6 separate regions of the Sus scrofa genome follow, and regions 1, 2, 3, 4 and 5 are each linked to region 6. Evidence: chromatin contacts called from public Hi-C and targeted proximity ligation data. All regions are on one chromosome and are shown on one strand. The core of a region is the stretch at or near the end of the contact, and the rest is flanking DNA. Distances in the headings are between cores, read along the strand shown.

Evidence for each region. A called contact is a pair of places that touch in the nucleus more often than the background predicts.
Region 1: a contact with region 6 is called in a targeted proximity ligation map of alveolar macrophages. A contact is called at or near these places in 1 of 47 Hi-C or Micro-C datasets (embryonic fibroblasts) and 1 of 2 datasets of targeted methods (alveolar macrophages).
Region 2: a targeted proximity ligation map of skeletal muscle shows a contact between it and region 6, with 6 times the contacts expected there. A contact is called at or near these places in 2 of 47 Hi-C or Micro-C datasets (embryonic fibroblasts and heart right ventricle) and 1 of 2 datasets of targeted methods (skeletal muscle).
Region 3: a contact with region 6 is called in a targeted proximity ligation map of alveolar macrophages. A contact is called at or near these places in 1 of 47 Hi-C or Micro-C datasets (fetal heart ventricle) and 2 of 2 datasets of targeted methods (alveolar macrophages and skeletal muscle).
Region 4: a contact with region 6 is called in a targeted proximity ligation map of alveolar macrophages. A contact is called at or near these places in 3 of 47 Hi-C or Micro-C datasets (embryonic fibroblasts, retroperitoneal adipose tissue and subcutaneous adipose tissue) and 2 of 2 datasets of targeted methods (alveolar macrophages and skeletal muscle).
Region 5: a contact with region 6 is called in a Hi-C map of embryonic fibroblasts, with 2.7 times the contacts expected there. A contact is called at or near these places in 2 of 47 Hi-C or Micro-C datasets (embryonic fibroblasts and subcutaneous adipose tissue) and 1 of 2 datasets of targeted methods (alveolar macrophages).

What each region holds. Positions count from the first base shown.
Region 1 is chr3:111,228,722-111,233,580 of Sscrofa11.1, forward strand. The region is part of intron 4 of BABAM2 (BRCA1-A complex subunit BRE); the gene reads right to left. Among named protein-coding and RNA genes, the nearest start is that of BABAM2, 97 kb to the right of the region's middle.
Region 2 is chr3:111,065,245-111,069,593 of Sscrofa11.1, forward strand. All of the region lies in intron 7 of BABAM2 (BRCA1-A complex subunit BRE), which reads right to left. Among named protein-coding and RNA genes, the nearest start is that of FOSL2, 220 kb to the left of the region's middle.
Region 3 is chr3:111,004,447-111,009,365 of Sscrofa11.1, forward strand. The region is part of intron 7 of BABAM2 (BRCA1-A complex subunit BRE); the gene reads right to left. Among named protein-coding and RNA genes, the nearest start is that of FOSL2, 160 kb to the left of the region's middle.
Region 4 is chr3:111,117,496-111,122,414 of Sscrofa11.1, forward strand. All of the region lies in intron 6 of BABAM2 (BRCA1-A complex subunit BRE), which reads right to left. Among named protein-coding and RNA genes, the nearest start is that of BABAM2, 210 kb to the right of the region's middle.
Region 5 is chr3:111,143,824-111,148,557 of Sscrofa11.1, forward strand. All of the region lies in intron 6 of BABAM2 (BRCA1-A complex subunit BRE), which reads right to left. Among named protein-coding and RNA genes, the nearest start is that of BABAM2, 180 kb to the right of the region's middle.
Region 6 is chr3:111,493,678-111,498,720 of Sscrofa11.1, forward strand. No RefSeq gene overlaps it. Among named protein-coding and RNA genes, the nearest start is that of SUPT7L, 35 kb to the right of the region's middle.

The DNA.
Region 1 (4,859 bases), core at 1,185-3,684, 260 kb before region 6:
AAAAACAAACTTGAAAAAAGAAAAAGGAATAGTCGGAGTTCCATTGCGGTGCAGGAGAAACCAATCCGACTAGGAACCATGAGGTTGCGGGTTCAATCCCTGGGCCTTGCTCAGTGGGTTAAGGATTCAGCGTTGCCGTGAGCTGTGGTGTCAGTCACAGACACAGCTCGGATCTGGCGCTGCTGTGGCTGTGGTGTAGGCTGGCAGAACAGCTCCAATTAGACCCCTAGCCTGGAACCTCCATAGGCCGTGGGTGTGGCCCTCAAAAGACAGAAGACAAAAAAAAAAAAGAAAAGAAAAAGAATCATTTGAGCTATACCTTTTATTTTCCTGGGAGGCACTAAGCATTAGGGACAGGTAAAAACAATAGAAGCCAATTTTTTTAAAATGCTTCAGGAGTTCCCTGGTGGCTCTGCAGGCTAAGGATCCAGTGTTGGCACCACTGTGGCTCTGGTTACTGCTGTGGCATGGGCTTGAGCCCTGCCTGGGAACTTCCACATGCCACAGGCATGGCTAAATAAAAAAATAATTCAAGATGCTTCAGATGAATTCTTAGTGTCAAAGGAAAAATGCTAACAATAATATGTAAAGTAAAAAAAATTACTCAAAACTATAAAGGACAGATATGCATGTGACAAATATACAGAAAAATACTGGGAGTAAAATACACTAAAATGTTAATAATATTCATCTCTAAATTGTGCGGGATTAAGGATTTGTTTCTCTTGGTACTTATCTGTATTTTAGGTTGTCACTAATAAAAATACATTATGATAATTTAAAGATCCAATTATTTGAGGAGCGTGCTGGAGAGGAAGAAAAGTGATAAAGGGAGGACAACAAAGAGAGATGACCAACCAAGGACAATACTCATCTTCAAAACTGATCATTAAATAACTCCTCCGAATACATGATTTTTGAGCGGAAATGCTTCACACACAATTCAGTACCTCATTTTCCCAAAAAGTTCTTACAAATTCAATTGAGTAAATCAAAACTGGCAACATCTGCTAAATTTACACTTGCCACTGAATTTCAAAAAATAGCTTGGTTTGCCTTTTCATTTGTCTTGTGAGAGGGAACATTTTAAATGCACCTTGTTTGTACTTCCAAGATGTTCTGTTTTTCTACAACTGTGCTTTTAAAGCCTTGTTTACAACACATGCCGTCAAAATTATACAGGTGTATGCAAATGCATGTATATTAATACTCCTCTCCGTCATCCACCATTGGTTAGAGTAGCAATGAGCCAGGCTGGGACCTGCGACCTAGGACCCTTTGCTGCAGGACTTGCACCCAGACAAACATCTCTTCAAGCAACAAAATACAAAGAAATTATAAGGGACTAAAATAACTGTGTGCATGCATAGTTGGGTCAAATTATGGACAATAAGACAACAAAAATCCTAAAAAAACCAACTGCTCCCTCTGAAGAGCGGAGAGCAAAGCAGGGTACTACACATGCCCCCTACACACACCACCACCAAAGGGGTGGGCAAACTACCTAAGCCACCTCTCTGGCCTGACCCCTGGACTCGCCCCTACCCTCACCCCATGTAAGGAACCAGTTGCCCCCCAACACTGTCAGGGTGTAAACAAGCAAAGGAACCTGTTGCTTGTTTTCACCCCCGCCCTGCCACAGCAAGGGCCCCAATAAAGCTTGCCTGAATTGCCTGGCCAGCCTCTTATCAATTACAGTTACTGAAGGAAGGCCAGAACCCAGGGCCGTAATACTACAACTGTGCTTTTATGCACATGTATTAACAGTCCTCTCCTGAATCACCTACCATGTGGGCCAGGGAGTTCGCCCTGCAGCATAAACCCGTGAGAAATGCACCCTTACAGTCACTGAGACATGCGGAACAATCACAGCAGCACCATTCACAACAGCAAACAAAAAATAAAATAAAAGAAAGAAAATCCAAACACTGACCAGCACTAGAACGGAAAAATGAACCATGGTATTCTCACGCAATGGCACACTGTAAGCAGTGAGTGTACAGCAACAACACACTACACGGGTGAAGCTCTCAGACAAGTGCTGAGTGAAGGAAGTCAGACACACACGACTACAGGCTATTTGATGCCATTTGCAGAGAGATCCAGAAGAGGCAAAGTTCATAACGGTGATAGAGGCAGCAGAGCATTTATTCTGGGCAAGAAGGTCACAGTGATGGGAGGGGGCAGGAGTCGGGCTTCTGGAAGCTGGATACCTTCCGCCTCTGGATCTTCAGGGTGCCAGTTACGTGATGTGCTCATTTCTGGAAATTTGCCACACTCTATACTCCTGACCTGAACACTCTTCTGCAGATACATTATTCTTCAACAAGTTATATTTCGACATTATATTAATATTTGTTTCCAAGGCCCTGACACCTGCTATGCTTGGCTCTGGTGAGCTGCTCCTCCCACACCTTCCCACAGCACCTGAGCCCACACCGACCACTACTCCTGCTCACATCACCTGAGGCTGTAGCTCTGCTCGTCTATTGTCTTGAGCATTCTGTCCAGCCTGAGGGTGAGAGAGGAGTCCTTGATAGGTCTCAGATGAGACACTTGAAAGATGCAGAGCATTCTTTTTCAAAACATGCTCCAGGCCGTGGCCACGGAAGTGCCCAGGAGCAGGGGCATCGCGCATCTGGATGGCATTTTTCAGCAGTGGGCCACGCAGTCTATCTCAGCTTAGTGCTTGCTTTACAGACACCTCAACCCTCTTCTCTTCAGCACACAAGATGTGAACACTCTTCTGCATGGACACATTCAAAAGACGTCTTTCTTTAGGGAGCGCAGAGAAGAGGAGGGGAGGAGAATGATGAGGTGTTAGTACCGTGTTTCTTTCTACGCTTCCCTTGCACACCAGCAGAACAGGGTCAGCGAAGGAATTACACAACCAGTGGGTGGTGCCCGACCCTGAAGGTGCTTGTCCCAAACGCAAAGCTGTCCTCACCTTCTTCGAACCAGGAAGCCAGAGAGCAGTGGTTTCCGACCATGCTACGAATTACGACATGTTCTTCTCATTGAAGCATATGACCCGCCCTTCCTCCTTTCTGCAATTGTATTTTAAATCGAAGTGAATTATCAGTATTACATTGGGGGAAAACAATTTCACAATACCCTTTGAGGTAGCTGAACACACCCCAGGGTGTTGCAACAGCGAGGCTGAAAAATCACTGCTTCGGAGTTTCTGTTAACTGATTTTTATTCCCCGAAGTTCTCTAAACTGATCTATCTTCCATTTTGAAATGTTCATTTAAAACATTTTCTGGGGGTTCCCGTAATGCTCAGCGGTTAACAAAGCCCACTAGGTAGTACCCATGAGGACGGGGGTTCGATCCCTGGCCTCGCTCAGTGGGTTAAGGAACCGGTGTTGCCATGAGCTGTGGTGTAGGTCACAGACACGGCTCAGATCCTGCATTGCTGTGGCTGTGGTGTAGGCTGGCAGCTTCAGCTCCGATTCAACCCCTAGCCTGGGAACCTCCATCTGCCATGAGTGCAGCCCTAAAAAGACCAATCAATCAATCAATAAAACATTTTCTGGTCTTGGAAACTAACAAGTCCCTTAGGGAATGCAGAACCTGAAGGGTAAACTGTTCACCTAACAGATCCGTGGTGTGCTCCTCGACACACTAGGCACTCTTCTAGATACTGCGGTACAGCAGTGAACAAAACAAACTCCATCGTCTGGGCTAGTGAATAAACAAAGGTGATCACGTATCCCAGTTTGCCTGGGACTGTCCCGGCTCAGCAGTGAACATACGAAATCCCAGAAAACCCCTCACCTCCAGGCAAGAAAGAGCAGTTGGTCCCGTAGCAGAAACGGAGAGCTAATAAATAAGCAGCCCTAAATGCATCAGAGGGTGATAAAGTGTAATGAAGAAAATCAAGGATAAAGGTGAGAAAGGAATGAGCTGGGACGTCAGGGCAGGGCTCTCTGGCAGAAAGACGGGAACTCTGGAGGAGAGCAGGCCATGCAGACAGCTGGGAGAAGAAAGTTCCAGGCAGACGGAAATGAAAATGGTAACCAGCAAGTGGAAAGGTTCGGAAGTGGTCCTTAGCATTTGTGAGGACAAGCAAGGAGGCCTGGGTGGCTGGAGAAGGGTGAGCAAGGAATAGACTGGAAGAAGACAAGCTTAGAGAAGCACCTGTAACCACCAGAGCAGACCCACCACTTAGGGTTCAGCACAAGTTCTAACTTCCTTCTTATGATCTTTAATCCCACAGTTCCAACCATAATAACTTTCCGTTTTCATTTTAATGGCACCTCTGTCCTAATGTATGGGTCATCCTCTCTTCGCACAGTACATAAAGCAGGTGAAAACACTATGCGATTATCCCACAGCACTTCCTGTATCAATCATCTCAACACCGAATTAGATACACCGACAGCCATTTGTTTTCATGTGTCTGTATCTCCCTAAAATTTAGCCTCCTTGAGGTCAAGTGCCACATAATAACACAGTGTTGGATATACAGTGTGTAATCAATAAACACCCACAGACAGGCTTTTCCTCCATTTGCCTATTATGGATTTTGATGCTTTTTCATTAGTAAAGGAGAGCATCGGTAAAGTCAGCATCTTAGGCATAATATGACAGATGAAACAGTACAGCAAACATGTCAGATAAAACAGAGCAAAAAGCAAAGCCACTGACTAACTCATACTTCAGGGATAGCTCTTTAATCAGCATTGCTTAGGACTACATGGCTCAGAGCAAGAGTGCAAACAGCAAAATGCTCCATAAATAACCAACTCAATCAAGAATCAGGGAGTTCCCGTTGTGGCTCAGTGGGTTAAGCCACACTGTCCACAATGCATCCACACTGTCGTGACACATTGTCCGTGAGGATTCGGGTTCGAT
Region 2 (4,349 bases), core at 922-3,421, 430 kb before region 6:
AGACTTAACATACTGCTTTAATGAACAGACTAAAATGACCTGGCATTAAATACACAGATTATAATGGTCCCTCAGCAACTGTCAAAGGTTGGTTCCAGAACCCCAGCAGATACCAAAATCCACGGATGCTCAAGCCCCATATATAAAATCATGTAGTATTTGCATATAACCTATACACATCCTCCCATATACTTCTTTTTTTTTCTCTTTTTAGGGCCGCACCCGTGGCATATGGAAGTTCCCCGGCTAGGGGTCGAATCAGAGCTACAGCTGCCCCCTACACCACAGCTCACAGCAACACCAGATCCCCGATCCAATGAGTGAGACCAGGGATTGAACCTACATCTTTGTGCATACTAGTCGGATTTGCTTCTGTCATGCCACAACGGGAACTCCCCTCCCATATGCTTTAAATCATCTCTAGATTACCTATAATACCTAATACAAAGTAAATGCTATGTAAATATTTGCCTAAGTACAGTAGATTCAGGTTTTGCTTTTCGGGACTTTCTGAAATTTCTTTTTTCCGTGAATATTTCCATCTGTGGTTGGTTAAATCCACAGATGCAGAATTTGCAGACATGGAGGGCCAACTGTACTTACAAATAAATATATCTCTGAAATCCTTAAGGATCCTTTGTTAAGCTACTGAAATGTCCTCTATGAAACCGTTTCACTTGTCATTGGCTCAAACAATAGAACGTTTCTCATCATTCTGGAGGCTAGAAGTCCAAAATCGAGGTGTTGGCAGGGTTGGGTTTTTTCTGAGACCTCTTTCGCGGGCTTGTAGATGGCTTTCTTCTCTGTTTCTTCCCTCTGCGTGTGTCTGTGGCCCAATTTCATCCTTTTATAAGGACACCCATCATCTGGATTAGGGCCCACACGAATAATGACCTCACTTTAATAATTAACTCTCTAAAAATCCTATTTCCAAATATGGTCACATTTTGCCAGACCAGGAGTGGGGAGAGGTTAGGGCTTCAACACATGCATTTGGCTGGACCCCCATTCAGCCCAGAACGCTGAGGATGTATTTTCTCTGCTTCAGAGCCTTTCCTGCCCCACCCCCATTTTCTATATGACATGTTGTACATTTTCAAATGCGGCGTGTAAAATGACCTTCCCAACCTGGCTGCCTATTTTTTCCAGCTCCATCTCCTGTCGCTCCTGGTTCTGTTCGCTAGACGCTGACCCCACCAAATCAATCATCACTTCCCAAACATCCTCTCTCCCCGCTCCTAGTCTCTGGATTTACTGCTCGCTGTGGAGAACACTCTCCCGTGGCAGGTATTCATTCTGTAAAGCTATTTTTGTTGCCTGAGGCAGAGCCAAGGCATCCCCCTCCTCAAAGAAGCTGGAACGCTCTGCTATTATGGCACGTATCACCCTGACTGGCAATTCAATTCTGTACGTGTCTTTTTCTACCAGTATATTGGGGATTCCTTGAAGGCGAAGCCCTTGCCTCATCACTGATTCTGCTGCACCCACTGCGGACCTGGAGCACAACAGAAGCTACAAAAAAATCTCTCTCGAGTGAAGAAAATGGATAAATAGAGGAAAATATGCACAAACCAATGAAGGAGAAAAGGGTTTAATTTCCCTTTTAATGCCTAGGATAGTGGTACGGTATTCACCAAACTTAATATGTACTTAATATATGGACTGTTGAGTAAAACACCGACTGAGCCACTGAAGAGAACTCGAAACAATACAGGGATCTGGATAAATTTACTTTAAGAAAAGTTATGAAAGCTGATCGTCTTCGGGGTAAAAAGGAAATGGATTTTAAAAAGCCTATAAACTTCAGGGAAGAAGCGCCAAGATACATGTGACAAGGCAATCTGAGCTGCACTCAGATCCAAGAACAAAGGGTTCCCGGTTTAAGCTATGGAAGGGTCTGTTCCCAAAAGCAGCTGGGCAGAATTTCCTCACGCGAACAGTTCTTAATGTATGGGAAAAAGAGAAGAGCAAAACAAAACAAGCAAAGGCAGCAAAAGGGCATAATTAGTGTAAACAGTGTTGGTTGTTTTTTTTTTTTTTTTAAATGCATTGGACCAACCCCAAGAAGAATGTTGTGGGAGAAACATCTGTTCATTCGGAACATGACAGAACCCTTGACAGGCTCTGTGGCCTGTGCGTGTCCTTATGTGCCCGAGGTTTATATTTGTGCTCCCTCTGCTCAGACAGCACTGACAGTGGCCCAGAAAGAGGCCTGTTCCAGGCCAGGACAGCCTCCCCTGCCTCCAGTTAGGGCTGCGGGGGCAGCTCTCACTCAGTTGTGTTTGACACGGCAAAAACCACGCAGAAGGGAAGAGCAAACTCCAACTGTATGTCCTCCCGGGACTGCCTTGCTCTAGTTGCACGAGTTCCCACCAGCACTGTACTTTTACTGCGTGCATGGCAGTGACTGGTCATGGAGTTCCCTGATGGCCTAGCGGTTAAGGATCCAGCATCGTCACTGCTGTGGCTCAGGTCAATGCCGAGGTGTGGGTTCAACCCCAGTCCAGGAACTTCCACTAACGTGGGTATGGCCAAAAAGGGAAGGAAAAAGAAAAGAAAAGATTTCTGAAAGTGACCAGTCACGGGATATTTAGGGGGATTCGCATTTGTTTTCCATCCCTCTGGCCCCTGGTCTCAAGATACTAAGTGTGATCAGTTGAAAGAGTCTGTTTCCTCGTGCCAGATGTGCCCCTTGTAATCAATCACCGAATCTAGGAATTTCTGGGAAGAAGAGGGGTCCATGGAAAAATTCTTCTCCCATCTCCGGGATCACCTGTTAGCTTCTGCCTCCCCAGCTGAGTAGAGGTGAGTAGAGGCGGGCCTAGCGGTGAGATGAGCTTAGAACACTCTAGCCATCTGCAGTAGGCAGTGCCCTGAGGGCAGCACCCCCAAGGGGCAGGTGACGCTGGATCGCCTCACCTTAGAGCCTTGGGCCACGTGGGTCCCTCCTGCAGCCTCTGACCCGGTTCCACCAGCCCAGCCCATCTTACCCAAGTGGCACTCTTAGGAGGACACTGTGTCATGACAGGGTCAGACTTCGCCTCACCCTTCACCTTTCTTCTGGCTGTGCTCAAAACTTCTCTCGCTCTGCCATCTGCTTTACTTCCCGTTTCTCTTTCTAAGGCCTAGGGAGCAGGCCTTTTTATTATTCTTATTTTATTCTTATTTATTTTAAAATTATTCTCCTTCACCACGGCATGAGTGCCTAAATCTGGCACGTTACTACGTCCCAGGCAGGGGAGACTGCCTTACGCTTCTTTCTTAGACCTTTGCTCTTGGCTCCGTGTTATCTACACAAGGAGTTTAAGTTGTGATATCAGTGGTGTCCTGGTCATCAGTCACATGGGATTTCTTTTCAGATCCTTTTTCTGTGACCTGCTTCAAAGTCCAGGAAAAGAGCCCCCCGCCCCACACCCCAGAGGCATGGAGCTCTCTGCAGCTCTAAAGCCTCTCAGGAGAGTCAGCTACTGATTCATACAATGCAAGAGGCCACACTGAACCGAATTATTTTGAAAGTGGCCATTTGGGGCTGTAAAGAAAACCAATTCTAAACTTTACCGGAGTCCACCTACTGAGCGGGCTGGAACAAGCACTAGAGCTCAGAGCTTCACATTCAGAAGAAGGTCATGGAGAAAGCAGAGTAGCTGCATGCAGGGAAGGCGTGTGGGGAAGAGCAAGGATTTCACCAGGGGGAAAATGCCAGAAGCCGGCCTCCGAACATCTTGTCTTTAGGGCACCCCACTCTTATCTGTCCACACATGATACAGAATGTTTTTCAATAAAGATATTTGGTACCAGTTTTGATTGTCTATAGACTTGTGATTGAAAAACCAATTTAATCTCATGGATTGGATGGTTACTCCATAGTTTAATTTTATCTGAAGGGGAAAAAAAAAAAAAAAAAGCTGACATCTAGCAGTTCAACAAGTCTTTGTCACCAGAGGCCTGTGACACAAATCTCGATATTTTATGGGAACATGTATAGCTTTTCTTCATTTGTGGCTATAATTGCTGCTGGAGAAGCCCCAACATGTAAAGGTTGATGCTTCCGAATGTGCTGAAAGATGTTGGAACTAAACCATGCAGTGACAGCTATCAAAATGTCACCAGTGCAGTGTCATATTCAGTCAAAATGCTTCAGAATGCAAATGTTCAGCTCACACTGTTCTGGCTGTGGAAGGAAGAGGATTACCTGGCTGGCCGGTGGGGACCACGAAATCAGTTGCTGTGCATGGGTAGCTCTCAGCAAGGGACCCGGCACAGAGGGGGCTGCACCAGACGAGCTTTCCCGCATGGGGTGCCTCCTGTGTGTGGCTGTGTGTGTGCCAGACACTACGCTCAGTGCTTTG
Region 3 (4,919 bases), core at 900-3,399, 490 kb before region 6:
ACCCTTGGAAGCTCTGAGGGCCAGACGACTTGAAGGACCCTTTCCAGAAGGGAGGCGGTGAAATGCCAGCAAGGAAACGTTACACTTAAAGAACTACAAAAGACAAGAAGAGCGTAATTGCAAACAGAGTCTGCCTACTGACACGAACACTAAGCAAGTTTTTGTCCAGAAATGTATTTAAGTTTGTTAACATCTCAGAAAAGCCTTTAAGGGACAATCTTAACAGATGTCCACCATCAGGATCTTGTTAGCATGTGGAAAAGCATTTAAAGTAAGTCCTGAAAAAACGACAATGAACTGAGCAGATGTTCTATTAAGATTCGGTAGGAACTACTTGTAATGATGCCCGGCCACGCACGACACGGATACAGGAAGGGGGGAGAAAAGCTTCTTCCTTCTTGTCGCATCTTGATCCCTGGCCTGTAACCTGCAGTTGATTCCATCACAATTTCTTTAAGAAGAGGAACTGTTTTCAAATACTAGTCCTCAGGAATAAGTGGATTTATTGTTCGTTGTAAATGTACAACCTTGAGGCTCCAAGGAATGGCTTTATTGCTCAGCTACTGCACACACAGAGGTTATTTGTCCTAGGAATTGACTTTTGAACCATATTTATTGGAAAAAACCCAATACATATATATATAAATATATATAAAACCATTATACTGGACACTTTAAATAGCCCATGTTTTTATTTTTCGATTATATTTCAATAAAATTGGGGGAAAAAAAAATCAGTGCATACCATAGCTCTCCTACACTAAAGCCACAAGCTTTTTTTTTTTTGCTTTTTTTAGGGTTGAATCTGTGGCATATGGAAGTTCCCAGGCTAGGGGTGGAATCGGAGCTCCAGGCTCCAGGTGCTGGCCTACACCACGGCCACAGCAACACCGGATTCGAGCCCTGTCTGCCACCTACACCGCAGCTCGGGGCAACGCCAGCTCCTTAACCCACTGAGCGAGGCCAGGGATTGAACCTGAGACCTCATGGATACTAGTCAGTTACTGGTGTAGCCACAACGGGAGCTCCCCACGAGCATTTCTCCCACACCTCCTTTCTCCTCACTGCACGCAGATTTTAATGGTCAACAGAAGATGCGAAGAATAAAAAAAATCCTTCTGCCTGACCAGGGTAGAGAAGTGTATCGACCTGGCTCCTGACTCGCAGTATTTATAAAGGCTCAGCCCCTTAATGGACAGCAGGAGGCAACCTCACCTACACACCACTGGTCTCTGCTCAAAGCCTGTGGGTAGCTGGAGCTTGGCTTGCGCACACACAAAAATGAAAAGATACCAGAAGATGCGATTGGCCAGGCTACTAGTACAGAGCACTTTATAATTTGTTTCCAAAGTGCCCTCATTTGGATTTTTACGGCAGCCCTACGTAGTAGGTAACGAGTGTTAACATACTCATTGCAGCGATGGGAAGACTGAGGCTTGAGATGGATGACTTACCCAAGGTTTAAGCCTGTTAAAAACTCAGATACCCAGGGCTGCACCCCGGAGAAGCTGATTTATATTAAGCTCAGCGGGTCTGAGGGGTGACCTGGTTCCCGAGTGGAGGCGAGTGCGGGTGGGTGGTCCTCACACCTGCTGTGCACGGCATCCGGAAGGTGCACAACAGGATGGGGGGCGGGGGCGGTGGTAAAACCACATTTGCCTCCCATCCCTGAGGCATCGGGTCACTGACTGTCTGAAGGGTGCTGTGGACGAAAGGAGATGACGAAAACACAGACGTGCCCTTAAGGAGCTCAAGGCCCGGCGTGGGAGACGTTTCAAGAAACAACTAGAAAAAAGGTGATCACTGCTGAATGTGCACATGGGAAGATGAAGCAGATCGCATGCGGGTAACCCGAAGGCAAGGCAAGGGAGCAGGCCAGTCAGGACTGCAGCGGGGAGTAAGGAGGACACAAGAGACTCTTCGACGAGGCAAGGCACGGGGTCTGTGGTTAGGAGCTCTGTGGGCAGCAGACCAGGGGGCCTGGGCCACACTGGGCAGCGTTCTGCCCCCCTGAGAAAAGCCCATGTCATACTTCAGGTGGCCCAGTGTGTCTCCAGGTCACAGGGCATCTGCCTGGGGAAGGACGAAGGAGATCTGAGGGTCCGGCCTGATGCAGGTCAAGGGTGGAGTGGGCGGGACAGGAAGTTCAAGTCAAAGGAGAAGTTCTGTGCCGTCATAGCCAGCGAGCTGTCCTGGAGCGACGGCAAAGGCTGGGGTTTGAGCCTGAACCTCGGCCAGTTTCATTACTTAACATCCCTCTTTTATACCCACACCTTCTAAACTTACACTGCAGCTCAGACCTTCCCTGAACTCAGGACGCACAGAGTCAGCTGCCTACTCAACGCCTCCGCTTGGATGCCTGCTCAGCGGCTCCACGTGGACGCCTGAAATGTGCTCCCAAGTGAGCCGCTCCCAAGCAAACCGCCTGCAAAACCGACTGCTCTCGCTCTCATCCCACTTCAGCCAACAGAGGCTCCAAGCGGAAGCTTCTCTTTTCTTTTTTCTCCCCCCTTTTAGGGCTGCACACTGCAGCATAGGGAAGTTCCTGGGCTAGGGGTCGAATCGGAGCTGCAGCTGAGGGCTACACCAGGGCCACAGCCACTCAGGATCCGAGCCGCATCTGTGGCCTATACCGTAGCTTGTGGCAATGCTGGATCCTTAACCCACTGAGTGAGGCCAGGGATCCAACTCACATCTTCATGGATACTAGTTGGTTTTTTAACCCGCTGAGCCACAACGGGAGCTCCTGAAAGCTTCCTCGGAGCCAGACCAATCAAGTGTAACTTCTCATCTAGATTCTCACCCCTGCGGATAAGCTGGGGCTGCTCCACCTCAGAGCACTGACTCAGCTCTTCTGCTGTTCCTCTGTCTGCAGCTCTCTTCCCAGGCATCTGCAGGGCTTGCTTTTTTTTTTTTTTTTTTCCGGTCTTTTGTCTTTTTAGGGCCTCACCCGTGGCGTATGGAGGTTCCCGGGCTAGGAGTCTAATTGGAGCTGTAGCCACTGGCCACAGCCACAGCCACAGCAACTCGGGGATCCGAGCCATGTCTGCAACCTACACCACAGCTCATGGCAACGCTGGATCCTCAACCCACTGAGCAAGGCCAGGGATCGAACCCGCAACCTCATGGTTCCTAGTCGGATTCGTTAACCACTGAGCCACAATGGGAACTCCAGGGCTCACTTCTTCATCTGCTTCAGGTCTTCCTCAAATACCACCTTCTCAGGAAGGCCTCCTCAACAACCTATTTACAATAACCCGCCTCCTTTCCCAGTAGCCCCGCCTCTTTGTTTTACTTTTTTACGGCCTGTTATCTCCACATAACATCCAGCATATTGTATTTGTTTATTGTCTTCCTCTACCCCCCTCATCACCCTTTACGAGATTCTAAACTCCTCCAGAATGGGGAGTTCTGTCCGTTCTGTTTACTGCTAGAACACCACAAATAAGAACAAGGCCAAGTTCATCAATAGGCACTCGATACATATTTGTGGTATTAAAGCTGAATGGATAAATAAAATACGAGAGTCAAATTTCCAAAATGCACATTAGCAGTCAGTAAATGTATCTTTTCTGAAGCAGTCACTATGAAAAAGAAGGTTTTCAGGCTCTAGGACAAGGTCTGGCAAACTTTTGCAGTAATGGCCCAGGCAGTCAATATTGTTCTTGTGCAGCCGTAAGGTTTCAGTGGAAACGCCTCCGCTCTGATGCCGCAGCAGGAAAGCAGCCATAGACAATATGTACATGAGAATGCACGGCTGTGTTCCCATAAAATGTTATTTATGGACGCTGAAGTGAATTTCACATAATTTTTACAAGTCACAGATTATTAGGCTTTAAATGTTTTCCTAATCATTTAAAAATTGTAAAGAATATCATTCTTAGCTCACAGACTATACAGAGCAGGCTGCAGGCTGGATCCGGCCAGTGGGCTGTAGTTTACCGACTCTTGATCTAGGATTAGAGGATCACTTGACAGTTCCCCAGAGGCTGGAAGGTAGGAAAAATATTCAGGAAGAAACAAAAGCCAAAAGACCCAGATTAGATTAACCAAAATGAAAAGCAGGCCCTTTGGTCAACCCTCTTAGCAACTCCATTTGATCAGCAGGTAAAGCACAAAAATCAGCCTTTTCCAGGCCAAAGGGTGGGGTGAACGACTAGGCAGCTCGTGGACTGTGGGAGTTCTCAGAATGATATTGGATTAGAGCTGTGCAAGAGCGAGCTATTTATACGATTTCAAATGACGCTTGAGGCATATTCTGGTGCTTTTACTTCTATGCTAGGTGAAAATGCTGCCTACAAAAGCCTTCCTCCCACCCAAAATACTAGCTGTTCGTTGGTGACTGAACCTCAGAAATATTAAGATGAATCATATCTGCTCTTTTCACAGTGCAAGAAGAGATAATTTTAAAACTCAGAAAATGTCTCAAACCACACAATAGAAAAGCTGCCCAGCCTGAATGTTGTAAATAAATAAGAGCCCAGTCCTACATGGACACCTTCCTCGCTTAGATTCCAAGGCAGTGTCCTAGGACCTGACTCCAGGTCGGCTGGTGTTAAAAACGTGTCGGTTCTGAGCATCTGAGGATGGAAGGCAGCCTCTGCTGCCCAGCCCTCTTCCCCGGGGCCCTCCCAGGTTAGCTCTGCTGTGCCTGGTAGCCCACAGCACTCAGCCTGGACTTTCTCAAGCTGCTCTTCTTCTCACCTGCAGGCAGCTCGCGGCGCCCCATTTACCGCGCTGGGCCTGGGCTGGCCTGAAAGGCGCCAGCGGACGGCCGCTCAGTCTTTCCCCAGGCCCAGGACAAGGACACCATGCGTTCTGCTTCCCGCTGCTCTGCTCGGAGAGGCAGGTATTTTTGCTTTGATCCCTAAGCCCTGTTTTCTTTCTCTTATTACTAAACAGTTCCCTCCCCATCTCCC
Region 4 (4,919 bases), core at 2,281-4,780, 370 kb before region 6:
TCTAGTGAGTAGAGCTGATTAGACACAGGGCGGAAACCAAAACCCATCACTCCGGCATCAATGCTTTTCTCCCACTGTATCAATCTGCTATATCCAAATCAGCTTTGACAACTCTGTGTCACTTACTAAATGAGGCCGTGTGAATCAAAAGGAAATGTCAGACCCCCAAAGAGGAGGAAGTTACGAAGAGGAGAAATTTTCCTAGGAAGAACATCCTATACTAAAATGTTCTCCAAATGAAAAACCATAAATGTGGAACTTAGCTATTGAGTGGGTGGCTTTGTTATTTAGAACTGCACTAATTATAGAAGTACTGATGACCAGATTTAGAAGAACTATAAATTGAGTAAGACTTTCTCACTGGCTTAGGTTCGTGAGGAATATTCTTTCATTTCCAAGCTAATGACAGGTTTAAGATAGACCAATTGACGAACATTTGCAGTTTTGTACTTATGAACAGAAATTGTGACATTTCACGATGCATAAATGATGATGAAAGTACCGAAGCATCCTAGCAAGTTGCAATTCTCCAGGGAAGCTATTAACAGCTTAACATTTCTAGTTCACATCGGAATGTGGATTTGACTTACTTTTTTGGTAAAAAAAAAAAAAAAGTTTATACCAAATAAGCATGAAAGATTGCAAGTGAGAGCAGTCTAGGTCGAACCGTTTCACTTCTCGGGTCTGTTACTTACAGAATCAAATATGGGTAAGGGTTCAAACTATGTTTAAAAAACAAAACAAAACAAAACTATATTTTAAAAAACACGAGAGCGGAAAACTTTGCCAAAGCTTCAACAAACTAAACTAGGCTTTTCTCCTAGATAAACCCTGGCTGGACCCACCACGGCCTGTGTGTCATGAGCAACATATGTTGCAGATGTCTTTCCCTTTCTTCCGTCTTCGATTATGTCCATTCCCCTTCTATGCTGAATATACGTTTGGGGCTGACTTCGGGATTCAGGCTCTTTCATTCCCCAAACATGTATTAAGAGTCCTACTGCGTGTGAGGCACCACCTGGGAGGTACGAGGGACACAGGCCCTCGAAACCTTCACAGACAAGTAGGACACCCAAATAAATAACAGATAAAGAGCAACTGACTGTTTGGTTAAAACTGTTAGAATAAAAGTGTATCCTAAGAGAGGTGCGAACCTATGGCAGGAAAAAGGAGGGATGTTACGATATGAGTATCACGTGTAGCTTCGGAAGGAGGAGAAAATGTGTTTAGGTGGAAGAAATCCACGTGCTGTAAAGGAATCAAAGGTATACGGGAGAGCACAGCACATGGAAAGACACGGAAGCAGAGAGGTGCGGGGCACCCCATGGGCAGTGTTCAGGAGGATGGAAGCGGGGGACACTCGTGAGGAGGGTGACAGATGAAGCTGGACCCGTTTAAGCGCCTGACCATAAACAGCCTCAAAGCTTTTGACCTAAGGAATTTGTGTTCGTTTTAAAAGATAACACAAAAGGGGATTCAAAACAAGGTAAGGACATGATCAGACTGCTTTAGAGAGAGTATCCCAACAGCTTGGGAAAGATGGATTAGAGGCCAAGGCTGAATGTGGGGTCAGGGAGGGAGGTCTACAGTGGCCCAGAGCAGAACGAGAAGGATGGCCCCACAGAAAGGTAGCTTGGTGCAGGGTGTCAGGGCCCAAGGAGAGTGAGGGAAGGACAGCAGCATCAGTGGGAGACTGGCTACACACGGGGGGGGGGGGGGGGGGACGGACCAATAGAATAGATCCATAATATATCCGTAACTTAGATAATGGGATTGGATTTATCACACATAGCAGACTGTGTGTCATACACCCATAATCTACTATGGATAAGGGAACTGGACTTTTCACTTTCAAAGAAGAAAGTTACATGTATGTATAAAGAGAAGTGGAGGTATCAGTACGAGCATGATACAGATAGATAGATACAGAAATACTACTGAACATCAAAATACACAATGATGGCAACTGACTACAATCCATTCAATCAAATGGGAAATTCATGCTACTCAAAACGAAGTTCAATGGAAAATGGGATATTTAGCAGTTCCGCTGTCCTGGTGCAGCAGAAACAAATCTGACTAGGAACCACGAGGTTGAGGGTTCGATCCCTGGCCTCGCTCAGTGGGTTAAGGATCTGGCATTGCCATGAGCTGTGGGGTAGGTTGCAGGCGTGGCTCAGATCCTGCGTTGCTGGGGCTGTGGTGTAGGCGAGCAGCCGTAGCTCCGATTGGACCCCTAACCTGGGATCCTCCATATGCCGCAGGTGCACCCCTAAAAAAAAGAAAGAGAGAAAATGAAATATTTGTACAGTTTCAAAGGACCTCCCCACAAAATACTCATCATTTACAAAAAGAAAAAGAGTTACCTATAGTGGAGAACCTTACAGACATCACTTTCTACAAGTGACCGGGGTGAACACATGAGGGCAAATGGACAGGCTGTGCCACTGGAGAGCGGGCAGCGAGAACTCCAGCCACAGATACATAAACGGAATCCCATCACCATGGACCATCAGACAACCCACATGGAGAGAGACTTTTAAAAACTGGCCCATATTCTCCAAATTTGCTGTGAATGGCAAGGAAAAACTGAGGAAGATGAATTCATTAATTAAAGATTAAAGAGGCAGGACAACTGGGCATAATCCATGATTCTAACTGGAATTCTGCTATTAGAAAATCATTAGGACAACTGGTGAAATTTTAATGAGATTTGGATGGTGGTAGGACATCAATGTTAATTTCCTGATCTTTATGACTATACGTAATTGCGTCCTTATTTCCTAAAACACACTGACATATATGATAATAAAGGGCATCATGGCACAACTCACTTTCAAATGGCTAAAAAAAATGCTTTGTACTGTTCTTACATTTCTATTATAAATTTGAGATTGTTTCAAAATTTCAAAAACACTAAAAGATGATAAAATCCAGATCAGTACTTATAAAAGCACTGTTCCTTAGGAGCGAATAGAAAGAGAGAAGTAGGAATTTTAAAACAGAAACACATTACACCCGCCTTAAAGTTTTATGGTACACATTTATGCTTAATTGCATAATAAAACATGTGTAATTCTCAAATCATAAGATGGGTGAGGTAATTGCCCAAATACTGCCATTTTCCCCAAATTGAGGAATCTTTTTGCCAGGTTTGGGTATAGCTGTCTACCTGGAATGGCTGACCTCCTCCCGACCCTGGAGTCAAGATCTGATGATGCCTAGCAGTCAAACAGGGGTTGGCAGTGCCTCTTCTAGAAAGCTGCTTAGCAAAGCTGGTTTCTGTCTGGGGGGGGTCACACATTGCACCTCAACTTGTACCACCAACAACCCTTTAAGAGAGATACTGTGACCTCTGTTTTTGCAAATTTAAAAATTTCGCAAAAAGATTAAGAAAAAAAAATGTGCAAAATCTTCTAGCAGGTGAAGCATCAGGAAAGAAATGCGGTCTTCTCTAATTGAGAGCCCGGGCCTTTCCCACCATAATCCAGTACTTGCTACGTGCAAGGCACCATGCTTTCGCCGTGGGAGAGACAAGATGAGTAAGACACGCTGTCATGGGACTAACCACTTCTGCTTTCTCCCCTTTAGGCTACAGTCAGAATCTTCTGTCTCTTACATCTGCCATGGCTCTCCCACATCCCAGTTATCAGCAGTGGGAGAATGCAGACACACTGTTTATTCTATCTTTTCCATCCCTGCAGAGATGTGACAGTAATTCTGAAGATGTGCAAATGCACCTTGAAATATAAAGGCCAGAAATGCTCTCTTACTGTCCTGTGTTAAAGGAGTTTTTTGAGTATATGATGACCATCTAATCAGCTGAAAATGGAGAGGACAAAATGACATAGAAGAGGTAGAAAGAAAACAGTATTACTTCTGAGTCATTTGATGTGGATAAGAAAGCCAAAGACCAACCCAGGAAACGTCCGGCGTTCTGGATAAGTAACCTGCTTACTCCCAAACTCTGAATGTTTCACTTGGGAGGCTAGGTCACCTAAGAAGCTTTCATGAATCAGAACCCGGCCCCTGTCTGGAGCGACGGGACTGTTGCTCTCAAAGAAGAAGCAATGGGATCTTGAATTCTTCAATTATCGCTGTGAAGATTATGGGACTCTTCTCACTTCAGTGATGGTTAAAAAGAAACTGACTGGAGATGAAAGCAGGAGGAGGACAGTAACATGGCACTTGACCAAGTTAATAACGGACCCCCTCTACCAAGCACGTGATACAAAATCTGATAGGTTTAACACCATTGCTGTAATCCCGATGTATCCACATGGAACACTAGAGATGGATCTTGGTAGACTTTCGAGAAGCTTGCGTGTACGGAGTAAATTTCCCCACAAAACAAATATTCTCAAATTCAAGAAGTCATGTCAGGAATGATAGAATTATTTTCAAAGTGCTATGGAGAAGAAAAAAAGGAACCCTCCCCATCAAACAATAGAAAACTATAGGCTTGTTTATAGGTTATTCAAATTAACAAATTTAGAAATGATTTTAATAGGGGAACATATAAGAAAACTCCAGGCTGTTTTTTCTCGTCATTAGTACCACGTCGGGCAAGTCAGTGGCTTTGGTCTACCTCCAATGGTCTCCCTTGAAAACACCAACGGACGGAGTCTATTCCTGGAATTGCTCTAACCTCCCCTGGTATTTCATCCTTTCACACAAAGTAATGCACGGGGCACGGGGGTAACATGTGAAACGAGTTCAAAGATCCCAAAGTGGAAGACATTGTTTTCTTGCATCCTACCTACTGTAACTGAAAACTGGGAATTTACTGGAAGTGAGGATTTATTATGAGTCAGATGGTTGATAGCCTTTCCAACCAAAACATCTGCTCTACAAAGGCCCAACTGCTACAATCCATTTCCTCTTGGATCTGGAGGATGACCAAGTTGTAGCCTAGCCCT
Region 5 (4,734 bases), core at 2,153-4,652, 350 kb before region 6:
CTCAAACTTAGGCTCCTTGGATTCTTCCAATGGATCAAATCACTAGGATTATGCTCCCCAAAAGAGACTAAAATGTCCATGGCACATGAGAAACATCCACACTAGCTCTCCAGGAAACCAGGATGAAGAAACCCCGGGGCACTGCAAAATAAACACCTTTCTTTCCATATACCCCTTGGCTTCCTCAAGATGGGAAAGGAATGGCCTGGGTTATAGAGCCCATCCAAGTTCTGCTTTCAAATACAATTTAACACACACACACACACATACACACACACACGAAATGATGGGCAGATTCTATGGAGAAGCTCCTGCAATGGTTTACATTTACATTTCCCTCTAGAGAAATGCCCTACCCGAGCTCATCTCTCAACAGAGTCGAGGTCTGTCCTCAGGCTGTTCCCTGAGCCGTCCTCTGCACACCGCCTCGTCAAATGACATCTTCCTTCCAGGCCCACCTCTGAGTTCCCTCTTAACACACCCTACAGAGGCCTTTTCAGACCTATTATTCTAATCCATATGGTAGTTCCTATTACTTGTCTGCCTTTAACCCTCTCCAAGGGTTTAGCACAAGTGTAAAAATTCTGCATTGTTACTGCTGTGTATAATGATAGCTACCATAGTCCTGGAGTTAGGGGGAGAAGATGGCCATGCTACCCATTCAGTGGCATCTTGCTCCAACTCGCTCCACCAGAAAGGACAGGACACCCTGAAGGTACCCAAATTCATGGTTAGAGCCAAGTGCATACTAACGAAGGTTTTCCCTAGATTAAGTAGGAATGTCTCCCTCATTATCAATTCAAAGAAAGGAGGGCGGGCTAGTCTTTCTAATCTTCCTTATTACCCACTCCACATAGGACACTACTCAATAAGCAGAAATCACTGCATAACTGAATATATCCATGCCAGAAATATCTATTTCCAAGACAGCCACTTTCTACAGCTGAGACAAAGGCGAGAGTTAGATACCCAGTTAGTTAAAGGCTCCATCAGACCTCAGAGACATGATGCTACAGGTAACATTTTGTCACCAATATCCCAGGGACAATAAGTGTACGTGCACAGTGGCAAGAAACATCAACAATCTCAGTAAAGTAAGAGGCAAGACCATCTCCTTAAGAGGTAGGGTAGGCCAGTTAGAACTGGAAGCACAGGGAGAATGGAAAATATTTTTTAGTCATTACAGAGAATGTTCTAGAGAATTGATAAGAAATTACTGTGAGCCATAAGAAGGGCCTAAAATGAAATTAGAATCACAGATTAGTAGTGGACCAAATCAGTATGGGAATTACATTATAATGGAATTTCTTCTATAATGTTCTACCATCGCATTGCAAAAAGAGGGAAAGTATGCAGTGACTAATGCAGTGGACCAAGCCTGTGGTTAGAAGGGCCACGAAGGTGGTGCTCCAGTGGCAGGTCTTTGGGACAAAGCTGGGCAGGGACTCAGCAGTGTCTAGGAGCGAATGGCTCAAGGCAAAGACCCAGATCCCCAGATCTGGTTGGAAGAGGCGGCAGTTCAGGCGGCAGAGTCCTGAACCGAGGAGAGCTCTGAGATCTTAAAAAGCACAGCGGCAGTGATGGAGCACCCAAGGCACAGCCGAGAGGGGCGGTGGGGAGAGGAGACGGAAGCGGAAAGCATCTAGCAGGCTCAAGAGTGATGAACGGATCACCATCTCACACACCAAAACTGACGAGGAAAATGGCAAAGGACGGAGAAGAGAGATGACCCAAGTACCAAGGTTGTCTCAAAAGGCGGGGATGCATCAGAGGGGCACAAGGTCAGCACGATTACTTGAGGAGAATGGTACAGATGGAGAGAGGATTCCATTTTAATAGTTTCTCAACAAATCAGGATAAGTGGGAAAAAGTCACGGTCAGAGCCGGTGATAAAGCTGGCACTGGAACCCAGGGGACACGTAGCCTTTGCTGTTCTTAACCACTAACAGAACTCAGACGGTATAAAATGTTCCCTCTTCTCCTATGTCTGCTCTCCACTCTTTTATCTTTAAAACATTTCTTTTTAAAGCCATGCAATACCAACCACATCAGAGAACTAACACCATATATTTGCCCTGCACTGTCTTCCCAGGAATGCAAGGCTTCTAAAGCCGAAAAACACACTACGCTAAAGAACAGTTGCTCTTCATGTTCAAATTACTGATATCAGAGTGAATGGCTTGGTTTTTTTTTTTCTCCCCCCACAACAATGTACCACAGTCACATCACAGCCACACCATGAAATCTTAGGCAGCTCTCACTGTTTACCTTAATTTTGATACATACTACAGAATGTTTAAAAAATAAACTGCATGTAAACATATCTTTAGAAAAGCATCTGATAAAACAAATTCCTATGCCTTTTAGGTAGCTGTATCATCTCCACATCCAGAGAATGAGGCAGGTTTAGTCTACTGAAAGATACTGGTTCCGAAACAAACTAAAGAAACCACGGATTCTCCTAATTTGGCATAAAAACACATTGACAGTCATTTCTGTTCAGCAACCTAAATTCTCTTGGGGATGAAATGAAGGAAGTGGTAATAAAAGAAAAGGGGAGTTCCCATTGTGGCTCAGCAGGTTAAGAACCTGACATAGTGTCTCTGAGGCTGCGGGTTCGATCACTGGCCTCGCTTAGTGGGTTAAGGATCCAGCATTGCCGTGAGTTTGGCATAGGTCACAGATGCGCTTAGATCTGGTGTGCTATGACTGGCGCATGGGCTGCCAGCTGCAGCTCTATTTGACACTAGCCTAGGAACCTCATATGCTGCAGGTATGGCCATTAATGAAGGAAAAAAAAAAAAAAAAAGTAGGACTAGCCTGGCACTAAAAATGTGAGAGGGAGAGGTCGCTGGTAGCGCTGCAGGTTAAGGATCCAGCATTGTCACTGCTATGGCTTGGGTGGCTGCTGTGGCACAGGTTTGATCCCTGGCCCAGGAACTTGCACGATGCCGAAGAACAAACAAACAAATAAAACCCAAAGCCTAAGACGGGCCCAGTGTAAATGAGGCTGCTGGAAAACGTGGGCTCTGTAAGCTGGTCTCAAATCCAGCGCTCAGGCAGACGGACGGTACTGAGGGCTGCGTGGCGATGGTCTGCAAGGGCTGAGGCAACACCGAATACACTAAAAGGGACAGTTTCTGTACCGGGTAATTTGCCTCACAGAAAACAACTGCTCAACACAATGGACACTCCTCTGGGCTTAGCCACAGACTGGCAATTAGGGAAGCGTGGTTCTAGCCTGTCTTCACCAATTATCTGCACCACAGACTTGTGACAAGTTCCTCTTCCAGAGAGAGGAAGCTACGACCCATCCAGCCGGGCTCAGAGGGATGTGCGAAGAGGCACAGAAAGGTCCCCGGCCCACCCGTCCAGGGGAAGGTGCTGTGCGGGTAGGCAGAAGGGACCCGGGCTGGAATCCGCAGCTTCCTCACCAGCCCCTGAGTCTGTGTGGCCACAGTGCTTGTCCCAGCCCTCTGCTCTCACGACGATATAAGATTGTTTTTTAGGCTCATTATTGCTTCACACACTGCCTGCTAGGAAGGAAATATTTCTATGCAATAAAAATTCTTTTGGTGTTTTTTACTCCCTTCTCATCCATGCAAAACAGGAAAGCATGACACATTGCCTTTTATGGTTACAAAAGATCCAGGCTAAGGTTCTTAATGTTCTTAGACAATTGTACTCATAATATGACCACAACACTTTCCTAACTTAACACTGTTTGAAGAGGAAAAGATGCCTTACATACTCCAAGCATAACAGATCTCCAGGGAAGACACAGCCTGACAAATGTCTACTAAATCCAGTCCCAGTCAATCAAATAGAGAGTTTATTGAAATAATGAAATTAACATGCTTGTAGAGGGCTACTAAAAATAAGACTGCCAAGGTAGTTTTAGGTGGTTTTAAAAGCATTGTTCTTCTGTTTGAACCATGCTCTGAATTGTGTGGTCTACAGGGCACTGAAAACCAAGGGCATGGTTGGGTCTCTCATAACAGCAGTACCTGTTTATACTGTTATTCAACAACCATCCCCACAAAGAGTGCTGGAAAAACTAGATACACACAGGTGAAAGAATGAAGTTGAATCCCTCCTTACCAAACGCCATATACAAAAATTAACTCAAAATGAAAAATTAACCTATGTCTAAGACCTAAAACAATAAAAACTCTTAGAAGAAAACATAGGACAAAAGCTTCACATTGGATTTGCCAATGATTTCTTGGATATGACACCAAAGGCAGAGGTAACAAAAGAAAGACCAGATCAATTTGACTTCATGAAAAATTGAAAATTTTGTGCATTAAAAAGATAGTATCAACTGAGTAACAAGGCAATTTACAGATCGGGAGAAAACAAATCATTACCTGATGGATGAATGTCAAGAATACATAGAGAACTCCAAAACTCAACAACACGAAACCCAAATAACCCATTTCAAAAGTGGGCAAAGGATTTAAACAGGTATTTCTCCAAAGAAGATGCATGAGCGACTGATAAGCAAAATCAAATCAGAACAATGAGATACCACCTCCCAGCCATTAGGACGACTACTCCCCAAAAAACCAGAAGACAACAAGTGTTGGCAAGGATATGGAGAAATTGAAGCCCTGTGCACTGCAGGTAGGAACGTAAAATAGTAAAGCTGCTGTGGAAACAGGATGACGGTTCCTCAAAAGAGTAAACAGAGAATTACCACATGAGGAGTTCCCGTCGTGGCTCAGCAGAAAC
Region 6 (5,043 bases), core at 1,029-3,528:
AATGTAGATAATGCTAATAACATCTCTCCGTTAGGGTTGCCAAGAGGACGAAATGAGGCAGTCAGTGTGAAAACACAGCACAGGCCAAAATATTCGCGTATTCTACAAGGATGAGCTGCTACGCGTCCAGAGGTGGAAAACGCAAACAGAATTCTTGCCCTCAGGTAGGCTGATACTCAGATCAGAAAGGTGGAAGATAACTGACTAAATGAAGGGCAGAACATAATTCCAAGCTGTTATAGATTCTAGGAGGGTGACAGAGTGTGGCCGGAGAGCCGGCGAGGGATGGGCAAGCCTACCACTCACAGGGTGGTCAGGGAAAGCCAGACTGAGGAAATGCCATCCAAGCTGAGCTTGAAACACAAGAAGGCAGGAGGAATTGGCGGTGTAGGTGGTGGGAACAGCAGGAGCAAAGGTCCTGAGGTGGCTGAGAACTTGGCATATACAAGAAATGTGACCTTCTCTCCTCAGCTAGAGCATTTACAGCTCCTAGTGCGTTCCTTGAGGGAAGAGCCGCACAGCACCCCGCACAGACTGGGCACTGGTCCGATGAATGAATAAGCAAACAGGTGTCCTTTGGTTTCAGTATTTGCCTCTACATCTCCCCTCTCCCCGCCCTTAGCTGCACTGTGGAGTGAAAAGGAAGGAGGCTGCTCAACTGGAGGCTCTGGAGTTTTCCTCTCTGTGGGCAAATTGCTTAGATCACAGAGCCACAAGGACCCCAAAGTCCCACACTCCCACCTGTCACAGTCAAAGGAAGAGCCTCGGGACAGACTTGCCAGAACCCATGGACCTGGTTGGATGGGGGCCCACGTCTAGTGCTTTCCTAGCCCTGAAGCCTGCCTTGTTTATTTGTTCAACAGGTTTGTTCAGCCATGGCACAGCCTGTTCTGACTCTGGAACATTTACAAGATGAGCCAAAAAATCACAAAAAAATGGTTTGCTCTCGGAGCTAAAGGGCGGGGCAGCCAGGGTGGGAGACTAACTTTTTGGCTTGTCCTTTGCGATCTTTTTCCCTCCTGCCCTCAGGAACCAAAGGGACTTTAATGGGGTTTCCTGCCTCAGTCTTTCCAGAACCAGCATGTGACCAGACTAGAACATTCACCTGTAAGACTCCTGGTTCTCAGCTGCACCCTCATCAGCTCTGTTCCAAACCCCAGCTTCCACCCTCTGAGTTCAAGCCACAGCCTGATCCACCTGACCAGCCCGGGTATGGAGGCACTGGGCCCAGCACCTGGATCCTTCTGCCCCCTCTGCCTGCAGTAATCTTTCTCCCTGATTGTGAGCTCCTGTTTGTCCTTCAAAACCCAGGTGTCATGTCACCACCTCTATCTAAAACCTTGAATGGACTCCCCAGGGAGTCTGCCGGCTACTTTTTAAAAATTTAAAGAGCCCAACCAGGATAATCAGGATAGCTACAATGCTAAATTTTGTTGCTTTTGTCAGACTGGATACTAGCTCAGTATAGCCCTGTTAGTTATTGTTGAGCAGAAGTACTTATCTGCAGTTACATAAATATCTGGCTACAAAAAACTTGGAAAGGACCCCCGTAAAAATGCAATTTGTCTGGCTGACAACATAATTTATTTACACCTTAATTATTCATTAATTAAGGATGGCAGAAGGGCTGGGGTAAGGATGACAAAAGGAATCCCAGTGGTAAAAAGGTGACTCTGAGATCCTACATAGCCTTTGGGTGCAGGTGCTGGCTGTCTCATTTCCCCAAAAGGCTTAGTACACAGTAGGTGCTCAGAAAGTCCTCATTGAATATTGTGTGTGAAGATGTAGGAGTATGTGAGGATGATGACACTGGGGTCGCTGAAGCTACTGTCCACCCCAGTTGGCTGTCCCATAGGCACTAGATTCGGAACAACTCAAAGCTGTCCTCCCTGGGCTCTTTATCCTCAACCGGGAGACATGCCAGTGCCTTGCACGCACCCAAGTAGCACTAAGGCTGGTCAGGACTTGGGGACAGGGCTGTGTATTCCGGAGCCCCTCCAGGGAGCAGGGGTAACAGCCTGGATTCCAACACCCACGGCAGCCCCCCTGCCCCTTTGCTCCAGGCAGCTCCGCAAGAAGCCTCGTCTGGCCAGCTGTGGGAGGTGCCATTCTCTTTCATTGCCAAGATTAGCTCAGACCTTAAAAATCACAGCCTGGCGCCTGCTCTTCTCATGACAAGGGAAAGAGTAGATGTCAGAAGCCTCCTTAGGTATCTGGAAGAGAACAGCTCCCTCCGCTCCCTCCCTTCCTTGTATGAGGTCATTGAACCAGGATGACAAAGCAAACAGTGATGTGTTGGGACTTGTTCCCGGACTCATTCCAGGGTTTCTCCAGCCCCTCCCTCCTCCTCCTCCTCCTCGCAGAATGGCAGACCCAGGTGTGGACAACAAACTGAACTGGATTTGGTCCTGGGGATCTGGGAGACAGACCCTAGTTGGGAGGCATCCTCTGTGATGGTGAAGAGGTCCCGAAAGACCCTGGTGGAAGTGGGAATGGGAGTATTAGCTCCAGTGGACACCTGCACAGTCCTCCAGGCTTCCGTGTGCTTTCATGTATTCTCACATGTGTTAAGGGGGGCAAGAATTCTTTTCTGACTTTACAGATGCGAAAACTGAGACTTGTGTATAGTCAGCAACTTAATCAGGGTTACATGGCTTGGGTGACAGAGCCAGACTTCAGATTAGTTTTGTGACTCTAGTTACAACACCTTCCCACCTCACCACAGTTCCTTCAACTTCACTCATTGGTACACCTCCTTTACACTTGGTACCGTGTTGCAGGCCACCGTGCATTATTGGCTTCATGTTCTTCTTCAAATAAACTCACTTTAAAAATTGACCTCAGGGGGGAAAAAAAAAAAAAGAAAAAGAAAAAAGAAAGGAGCTCCCTGGTGCTCAGTGGGTTAAGGATCTGGCATTGTCACTGCTGCGGCTCTGGTATAGCTGTGGCGCAGGTTTGATCCCTGGCTCTGAAGCGGAACTTCCACATGCCAAAAGTGTGGCAAAAAAAAAAAAAAAAAAATTTTTTTCACCACATTCTACACCATACATATACATGTGTGTACGTAAGTATATATTCCTATACGTAACTGCTAAAATTAGATATTTTTTCATTCTCCTCCCCTAAAGGCAATTCCCATAAGGCTGCGCAATTTGAGAAACTGCCCAAATGTCCCCCGCCCTCGCGGCATTGCTAACGATAGATCTTTATAGGCTGGTAGCCAAGTGGCTGCCCTTGTTGAAATGCTCTGCCAGTAGGATCACTCAGGGCTGCCACTGTCATTGTTAGGGCTGTGCCTCCAAATCACAGAATTACTGAATCAGGAGGGATAAGAGAGAGATCATGGAATCCAACTCCTAAAGGGCAGAACCTTATACAGCACACCCACTCAGAGCCCTCAAGATTAAGGGAGCACCATTCCAAGACAAAAAGAGGAACCAGATGTAGTCTTTGCTCCAGAAACTCGCAAAGCTTACAAACATAAACTACTGAAAACTAGAAGGAATAAGCAGAGGATCTGGAATCGTGGTTCCACCATGAACTTGGCATGCCTTTGAGCAAGTCTCTTCCGGTTTCTGAGCCTCAGTTTCCTTAAACAGAGGTGATAGTGTCTCCTCTTTTTACCTTTTAAGTCTGATAAATAAAAATTCAGAGTTTGGAAATGAGTGATATATCAAAATATCAATCAAATTAGATACAATTTTTGTCAATTGTTCCTCAATAAAGACAGCGCGGGGGGGGGAGACAAGTGTGAAAAATTCTCTGTAAGACAGTGTGTAAGTAATAGATAGGCAATGCCTAAACTCCTCCATAAAATATTTGCATTATAACTAGAGAAAGACTTTCTCCAGGTGGAACTAAGCACCAGAAACAGGCTGAGAAGACACTGGTGACCTGACCCAGCTTGCTGCCCCAAACCCTTTCAGAATCCTGATTTTGAGAGAGTTCAGGATCTGATTGTTACTCTTGCTTTGCTTTGAAACGCTCGTCTACTGGCTTTGAGCCCCACCTGCAAATTGCTGCATAGTGATGGGTCTTTACTGCCCTCTTGTGGTCACTTCTTGCCACAGTTGCACTGACTTTTGAAGCGGTGTGCGTGACAGCCAGAGGAAACCAGAGCCAAGCCTCACGATCAAGATTTTCCAGAGCCAGCAGAGGACTTAAAGCCCAAATTAAAACCATCTGCTGGAATCCAGAGCTTCTTGACGGGAAGGGGTAGTTTCGCTTGATTTTGCCCCAAGTAGGATAGGAATCCAAGCCTCTGCCTGCACTAACCCTGTTAAGACGGTTATCGCCTAGACTGTCCAGCTTGTCTGGAACAAATTCTGGAAATGAAAGCAGCTCAAAGGTCCCTTCTCCGCCCCCAAAACCCAAGGGTAGAAAGGTCCAGGACTAGAACTTGCCCTCCAACCCTCACCCCTGTAAAGCAACAGTTAACAGAGCACCTATTTTGTGAACTGGGAGGTGCAATGAGGAACAGGTAGCGTACAAAGTGAGATGGTTCCTGTCCCCAGCTCATAAGGCTCGCAAACATAAATGACCCAAGCACACTGCATACATACAATTAACGGATATGGGACCATCCGAGCAAGGGCCAGAAATCAAAGTGCTGTAGGGCTAGTGGGGAAAGAGAGCCTACTAACAAGCAGGGGAACAAGAGCTTCCTGAAGACAATGAGACTCAAGACAGTGAGACTCATTTAAAGAAATGAGCAGGACCTTACCTAGCAGACGTTAGCAAGATCACAATGATGCTGATAATAACTACATTTGGGGGAGCCAACTGTGTCCAGCGTGGCTAAAATTTGAGAGATGGCTCAGTTATTTAATCTCGACAGCGATACTGAGGTATTTTCCCTATTTAAGAGCCCAGGAAACCAAAGTTCAAGGCCATGTACAGCAAGTCTTGATGGCAAATATTGGAAGAATTAAAAGCAAAAGTTGTGTTTGGGTCAAAGAGTCTATTATTACTAGAGTATTGGGTGTACTTGGTCAGGTGCAGAAAGGAAAAGACAAGGGCATATGGGAGTGAGTTACGATGATG